Linked DNA regions of Oryctolagus cuniculus: region 1 is linked to region 2. The links are chromatin contacts, called in public Micro-C maps. All regions are on one chromosome and are shown on one strand. Each heading gives the region's core, a stretch centred on a gene start, on an enhancer-like site or on the middle of the called end of the contact. The rest is flanking DNA. Distances are from core to core; before and after follow the strand shown. Region 1 holds the start of ARID4B (AT-rich interaction domain 4B). Region 2 overlaps LOC103350930 (a long non-coding RNA gene).

Evidence for each region. Hi-C and Micro-C count contacts between places; a contact is called where the count stands out from the background.
Region 1: a contact with region 2 is called in a Micro-C map of ear pinna, with 7 times the contacts expected there. The contact joins the promoter of ARID4B here to the enhancer-like site in region 2. A contact is called at or near these places in 3 of 6 Hi-C or Micro-C datasets (ear pinna, skin fibroblasts and an unstated tissue).

Annotation. Positions count from the first base shown.
Region 1 is chr13:54,586,126-54,589,759 of mOryCun1.1, reverse strand. It overlaps ARID4B (AT-rich interaction domain 4B), which reads left to right and starts at 2,257. Exons shown (of 24, transcript XM_051820724.2): 1 at 2,257-2,346. It overlaps GGPS1 (geranylgeranyl diphosphate synthase 1), which reads right to left and starts at 2,065. Exons shown (of 4, transcript XM_008268242.4): 1 at 1,832-2,065.
Region 2 is chr13:54,368,599-54,372,217 of mOryCun1.1, reverse strand. All of the region lies in intron 1 of LOC103350930 (a long non-coding RNA gene), which reads left to right. Among named protein-coding and RNA genes, the nearest start is that of TOMM20, 28 kb to the left of the region's middle. Within about 2 kb of position 1,792, at least 1 of the 8 cell types and tissues checked has an H3K27ac peak or open chromatin away from gene starts, as enhancers often do.

The DNA of each region.
Region 1 (3,634 bases), core at 1,008-3,507, 220 kb before region 2:
TGGGATCCTGGAGCTGCAGCAGCTCACCAGGCCACAATGCTGGCACAAGTCCTCACTTTCAAAACTGATAAAATGCTAGAAATTTGGTCAAACTGTGGATCAATGGATCTTTGTACGACTACAACTGAGAGTGAACATTGTGGCACAGCCAGTTAAGCCACTGCTTATGCTATGTGAGGAAAGTAAGGAAAATCAGGTGTCTAGACAGAGAGTGTAGAGCTTGTCATGGAAAGGAAAGGGTTTCGGCAATTAGAGGGGAAAAGGCGGCTCTGGCGTCAGAGTGACCAGTGGCCAGTTTATGGTGGTCATATGCCTGTACAGTTTTGGCAGTCTGAGGAAGATAAGCAACTCCCTTGACAGATTCTAAGATAAAGTGCTTTCGCCACACTGTAGAGTCTTTAAGGTTTATGTATATAAACTCCACTAGTTAGTTTCAGTGGAATTCTGTTCCCCTCTAGGCTACAGAAGTTCTTCTCTTTGCTTTTTCAATAAAATTCTTTGCTAATCGCCATCTCGTCTGCTTCTTTATCACTCTCATACTTCCTTGGGGATAGAGCATGTTCCTGGGGTTCATCCCAGCTGCAGTGGATGGAATGCCTGGTTGGAATCCAACTTCCTGCTAACGTGCCTGGGAGGCAGCAGGTGATTGCCTCAGTACTTGAGCTCCTGCCACCCATCTGGGAGACCAGGATGGAGTTCCGGGTTCCTGGCTTTGGCCTGGCCTAGCCCTGGCTATTGTGGGCACCTAGGGAGTGAACCTACAGATGGAGGGTCTCTGCTGTTCCTCCACCTACCCCCTCTATAATTCTTTCAAATAGATAAATAAATAAATAAATAAATATGTAAACAAATCTTTTAAAAAACACACACAATACACTCTTTCCACCAGGTGAAGCACTAACTCAGTAGCCTCCTTGCGGGAATCTCTGCATTCACTTCTTTCTCATGTGCCTTTGCACAGTTCAAACTCACCCCCTCTCCTTTCCAATTGAGAACTTTTGAAAGGTGTACCACTGCTCTTAGGACAAGAACAAAAACTCAGAAGGGCTGCCTCCTGATACAAGCCTTTCCAACTCCTCTTGTCTGGAATGTGCTTCTCTTCCAGTTAATGCTCCCTACCCCTGCAGCTCTATCTTGGGAAAGCCTCCCGTTATCTTCCTAAGCCAAATTCCCGGTTTCACATTCTCCACTTAATTCTGCTTTGTAGCATTGCCACTACTGCAATTTCACATTCACTGGTGAGTCCGTTTAGTTTCACATCTCTCACCAGACTTAGCTTCAAGAAGGGTCATGCTAGCTTCGCCACATTTTCCTAGGACACATGTGAAGGGCTGAACGCAAGTGCCTTCCAATGTGTTACAGGACGAATCAGAACATCGGCTCGCTTTGAGAAAATAAAAATTCCACACAGAGTCTTTTTTCCCTCCCCCTCAAGGGAAGGGCCTGGTTTCAGAGTTACTAAACAAGACACACACAAAATGCGGAGCACAGACCGAATCTTTCCTCTTGAACTCCAGGAGATGCTGGGTTTGAAGGAAACTGCCCGACACATAGAGGCAGGCGCTTCAAATAACTTAAGACGCCGATTTTTAACAGCGGCTTGGCAGAGAGTTTCGAATGTCTACCATGCTAGCCCAGATGCCCTCTTCCGCCCTCCTGGGTCACCCACCCCCCGCCCCGTCTCACGCTAGGGGATGGGAAAGTCGTACACAATCCGGTTCAGCATCCGGGTCCTCTCCCTCCTTTCTTTCTTTCCCCTCTGTCCACCCCCCATCCTCCTCCGCCCTCCTTGCCATCCGGGTCCCCCCCAGCCGCCAGAACTGCCGCTCACGGTTCAACGATGATATCACGACTTTCACGCCGCCGGTCCGGGAGTAGCCACACCCAGCATCAACTTCCCACTTTGTAGTTCAGACCAAGGCTCCTCCCGATGCCTACATGAATCCCTCCCCCCGCTTCACTACAGAACTCTCCGCCCTCCTCAGCCGCCAGCGACACCGCATTACTCGATGCAAGAAAATGCGCCATCCTGGTCACACTGCGCAGGCGTCGTTGCCGCCTCCCCACCGCTTTGTCGCCCCGCCCCCTTTCCCTCCCTGTCCCGTCTCGCGCGGCGCGGGGCCTTGCGGGTTGTGCAGTTCTCCTGAGCGAAGGTTTGAGCGTTGGCCTGGGTTGGCTGGACTACATTTCCCAGGAAGCTTTGAGGCGTAACTTTCTGTTTCCATAGAACTGGTGGGAAAATGGCGTCGTTGTTTGTATCCTTGGGACCAGTAGGAAGAGGGTATAGGCGGGTTTTAAAGAAAAATAACCAATCCGAGGTCGCCTAAGAGGCCATCCGGGAAAGAGGTAGGGGAGGGGAAAGAAAACTAGGGGAGGGGAGAAAGGAGGGAAGGGGGGGAATCTAGGGTGGTGGGGGGGGAAGCGATGTTTGCCCGTCAGTCGAGTCCGGAGTGAGGAGCTCGGGCGCCGAAGCTGAGGGAGACTCTTGGGCTTAAGCTTGCCGCCACCACGGCCACCGCCTGGACCTTTGCCTCGAGGGAGCCGCAGAGGGTCCATCGCCGTCGTCCTCTGGAGGGCAGCGCGATTGGGGGCCCGGACCTCCAGTCCAGGAGGGATTTTTCGTCGTCCCCCCTCCCCCCAGCGAGGGAACCCGAGCGGCCGCCAAACAAAGGTACCAGTCGCCGCCGCGGGAGGAGGAGGAGCCGGAGCCTCAGCTTCAGCAGCCACTGGACCCACCGCCCTTCTTCCCCATCTCTCCCCCGGGCCTGCTGGTTTTGGGGGGGGTGGAGGAGAGGGGACTCTGGACGTGCCAGGGTCAGATCTCGCCTCCGAGGAAGGTAGGGGTTATTTTCCGGGGCTTTCGCGGTCTTCTAAGGGGGTCCTTTTGGGAGTCGCTGGGCCCGGTCGAGGAGCAGGGGGTAGATGGCTGTGGTGGTCTCCCCAGCGCCCCGATTCGGGGCCTCGGCCTCCCGGGGCCCCCGCCCCCCCGCAGCAGCCGAGTCCGAGCCGCCCCCTGGCCGGGCGGCCGCACACTCAGCGGTTTAGCGGCCCTTGGCCGCGGCTGGGGGCCCAGGCGGGGTGGGGGTCCGTGCTGCCTCCCAGGCCCTCGGTCCTCTCGCCGTCCCCGCGGCGGGGGCAGATGTTGATCTCGCTCGCACTTGTCGGGTCTCGGCTTTGAACGGGACGTGGGCAGAGGCTCTGGGGTGGGCTGGTCTTGCCTTCGGCCCTCGGGCCCGTCCTGCCCCTCGGCGGCCCCCGGCCGGGCTCCGGCTCCGACGCGGGGTTGCGAGGCCGGTGGGGGCGCGGACCGGCTCAGCCCGGCGACGAGGCCCGCGGGGGAGGGCGGCCGGCCCCGCGCCGGACCCCGGGCTTGTTGTGAGTTTCTTCACTGACAGAAATGGCGTCATTGTCGGAGACGGGAAACTCCGTCGGGTCCCGACAATGGGGACGGGAAGCTGCCGAGCTGTGTAGGTGGCCGTGTTTGCGGGGATGGCGAGGCCAGAGGGAGCCCCGAATCGGCTCATGGTGGTTCCGGGGCCGATTCCCTCTCTGCAAGGCTCTTTCTCTGGGCTTCGGGCATCGCTCGCTTTCTTCTCTACTCCGCCGCTGGTGCAGAGGGGTGCCCGTGGTGTTA
Region 2 (3,619 bases), core at 543-3,042:
CTATCCTGCATGCAAAGAACTTAGAGACACGTGACTCGGTGGGGTGGGGGAGTGTGGCGCAGCACCTTAAGCCATTGTTTGGGATGCCATATCCCTATCTGAGTGTCTGGGATTGTTTGGGATGCCATATCCCTATCTGAGTGTCTGCACTTCTGATTCAGCTTCCTGCTGATGCTCATGGGAAGGCAGCAGAAAATGACCCAAATGCTTGCGTCTGCCACCCACATAGGAGACCAGGACGCTGGCTCTTGGCTTCAGCCTGGCACAGTCTGCGTTGGTCGTTGCAGGCATTTGGGAGTGAACCAAGGAAGGGACCAATATCTGTTTCTGTCTCTCCCAGAAAAGAAGGAAAGAAGGAAGAAAAAGAAGGAAAGGAAGGCAAAGGAAGGAAAGAAGAGAGAGAAAAAGAGAAAAAGAAAAGAGGAAGGAAGGCATGCAGCAGGTGGCCCCAGAAAGCATGCTAGGAGCTGTTGTGGAAAATCAGGCGGCAGACTCTTTCCATCCTATTGTTTCCAAGCAATCTGGCAGCCAGGGCTCCAGGGACTGCTAGTGGGTGAGGACCCTGCAGCTCAGCGGATTCAGCTGTGCCTCCATGCCGTTCTCACAGAGGCTGCTGAGAGATGATGGGTGTCCCTGGGCTGCCGGCTCTTCCTCTGACACTGGCAGTGACCACCCGCTCAGCTGCCAGTCTGAGCAAAAAGGGCACTTGGTGTCAGGCCACGCCCAGAGTCTACTCTATACCACGCCCCCTCCTTCCAGTAGTACAGATGATGTGTGGTTTGTGAATGTGGAAAAACACCCCTACATTGAAAGAATTCTCTCCCCAGCTAAACAGAAATAAGCTTAGACAAGAAGAGCACTTGGTGTTGGGCAACTGATGTGTTGGAAGATGCTCAGGACGGGTGTTTTTTGCTGTCTTCAAAGTAAGCTTGGGGCAGAGTAAATCCATTTTACCATTTTCACTAGGTAATGGGATTGCAGGTGAGTTTTGCTTCTTACTTAAACTTTCCTGTATTTTTTTTTTGTATTTGCCAGAACCATATGCTATTCTCGTGCAAAAGAAGAGAAAGGGTAGCATTTTGTCTAGTCTACTGTCTCAGTTGGGACACTTTCTCTTGTGACTGACACAAACTCAGATCACACTGGAACTGGCAGGGGCTTTGTTGCTTGATGGCAGGTGGGTTTGGGGCTGCGGCTAGTTCTGGGGTTTCCATGAACGTAGAGCTGGTTTCTATGTCTCTTTTCATCCACAGGTTTCCCCTCTCAGTTGGGCTGTGTTTTTAGCCACATGCTTTGTGCATGGTCATAGTACAGCTATGGTGGTTTCAAACGTGTCCTTCCAACTTCAAGTCTAGTGGAACAATTTCTAACCGTTACTCCTGGAAAGCTATTTTTTGCATCTGATTAGCTCCAGTTGGCACATATCCCCACCTGGAAACCAACCACTGCTCTGGCCAGGGACATAGCGTAACTGCTTGGCTAAAGCCTCTGTTCCATGCCTCATTCCTGAGATGGAGGTGGAGCACTCTCTCCAACCACATAAGGTTAGGGGTAGGGGAAGGGTAGTTCCTGGAGGGAATTTGACGTTCAGTCACCAAAGGGGGAATGGATGGAGGGCAGCCAGGAACTCATAAATGCTCAGTCTGCCTGACTACTTCCAGAAAGGACCGGCAGTAATGCAGGGGGAATAAACCTTGGCCTACAGAGAGCTGCTCTATTTGAACCAGAGTTTAGCTCTGAGCTTCCTGGTGAAGCGGGAGTGGGTCATTGCTGCCAGCCTCATACGTTCCATGTCTTGTGACGATGCAGTGTGCAGGTGTGGACACAGAAGGGCAAGTGAATAGTGAAGCCAAGTTTCATGAGGAGGGTATACCTGGCTGAGCAGGTGAACATCTCAGGAAAGAACCGAGAGCCTAGTCTGCATTCAGACTGGAGCTTGTATGGGTTTGGATTTAGGCCCTCCCACCTATCTGGGCTGTCCAGCTGGGTGGAGGGCTTCACGGGTGTAGAATCGTAATGGCTGCCTTGGTGCAGGGCTGATGAGATAGCCCTAAGCTGCCCCCAGAGAGAGGGCTGGGATTCTCTCAATCAGGTTATTGAACAACGAGAAGACTTTTGATATGTAATTGTGGGCTTGCCTCTACATTTTTCCTCCTTTCACCACACAGCAATTCCCATTTCCTTTGGCACCTCTTACACATATAGTCTGACATCTACCTATTCACTTTAACAGTGGCAGCCAAGGCAAAAGGCAAAGTCTTGTTCATAAAATGTTAACTCACCAGGATTAAACAGTAAGGAAGAATCAGCACCTCTGATAAAACTTACCTGTGGTCCCAAGGTGGATAGAAGCTGTCTTCTTCCTCTTTTACCCCCTTCCATCTGCATTATCTCACTGTTTTCACTTTTGCCCCTTCTTGGCCCATCTTTGTCTTTTTCTCACGGCACTGAGATCAGTCCTGATTCTCTGTCTCTGCCCAGAGTCATCATTCAGCTAGCTGACCTCTTCCTGCAGTTGGAACACCTGGGGCTTGGACTGGGTTAAAAATTCACTGCCATTGGAAGATCTGCCAGGAACAAAGAGAGCTGGAGTTCAGTCCTGTTTCTCTTCCAGAGTCATCCCTGGCCGCTTCCTGCTTGGAAAAGGAACACACTTGTTCTCTTGTGGGAGGGTGAAGGCCATCTTGGTTCTTGCCTCACACTGAGGAATTGCCATGTGGACAGGGACAGTGAGCCAAGCAAGATTTATTGAAGTGAGAAACCTCCTGCCCAAGCAAGTCAGGATGGGGGCTCCAAGAGGCATTGCCTGGGACGCTTGTGGGTGCTGGCTCTTTTTTATGCACAAAAGTGGCTACCTAAATTTAACCAATCAGAGGGCTGGGATAACAACCAGAGGCAGGGATAAAAACGCATCAGAGTGTTGCTGTGGATTCGTTTTGAGAGGAGGAGCATGGTGGGGGCAAGAGGCGTGGAGTCACCACATAGACCCTGGGAGTTGGGTGAAAGCGGGCCAGAGGTGAGCAGCCTGCAGACTCGTTTATTTCAGTTGGTACAGCAGCTTATATAGCCGAGGCAGCCAATCCAGTCAAGGGGCGGTTTATGCCCTAACCAATCACAGCCTATTGCCAGGCAGCCTCCATTGCCAGGTGGTTTCTGAAGCCATTCCTGAATAACTGACGCTTGTCAGCGACCACGTTGGCATGGCCTTCACATTCTACCATATCAGAGGGCTGGAATTGGTAATCCTGTCTATCCTGCTCTCATGATAAAACTAAGTGTTGCTGAAGGCAGCCTCTGGGAAAAAGCAAACACTGTGTCCACTCTTAAAAGCACTCTGTCCCTTTTCTCATTCCGGCAGGGACCTGACCTAACTGCCCATTAGCTCGTCTAAGTCCTCACAGATCCACTGGGGTTGCCTGCAAGAAGCCCATCGCCCAGGGGAAAGAAGCACTCTCAGGAGAGCCGCTTCACACCCATTTTCTTCGGCATCAACAAGGTTTGCCGAGATTTTCTTGCCAGACCACATTGTTTCTCACAGCCTGAGAGTTTCACATTCAGTTCTTTATCCTGTGTGGACAACTGGGAGGAAGCACATCCCTGAGGGCTGCTGTGGTTGGTG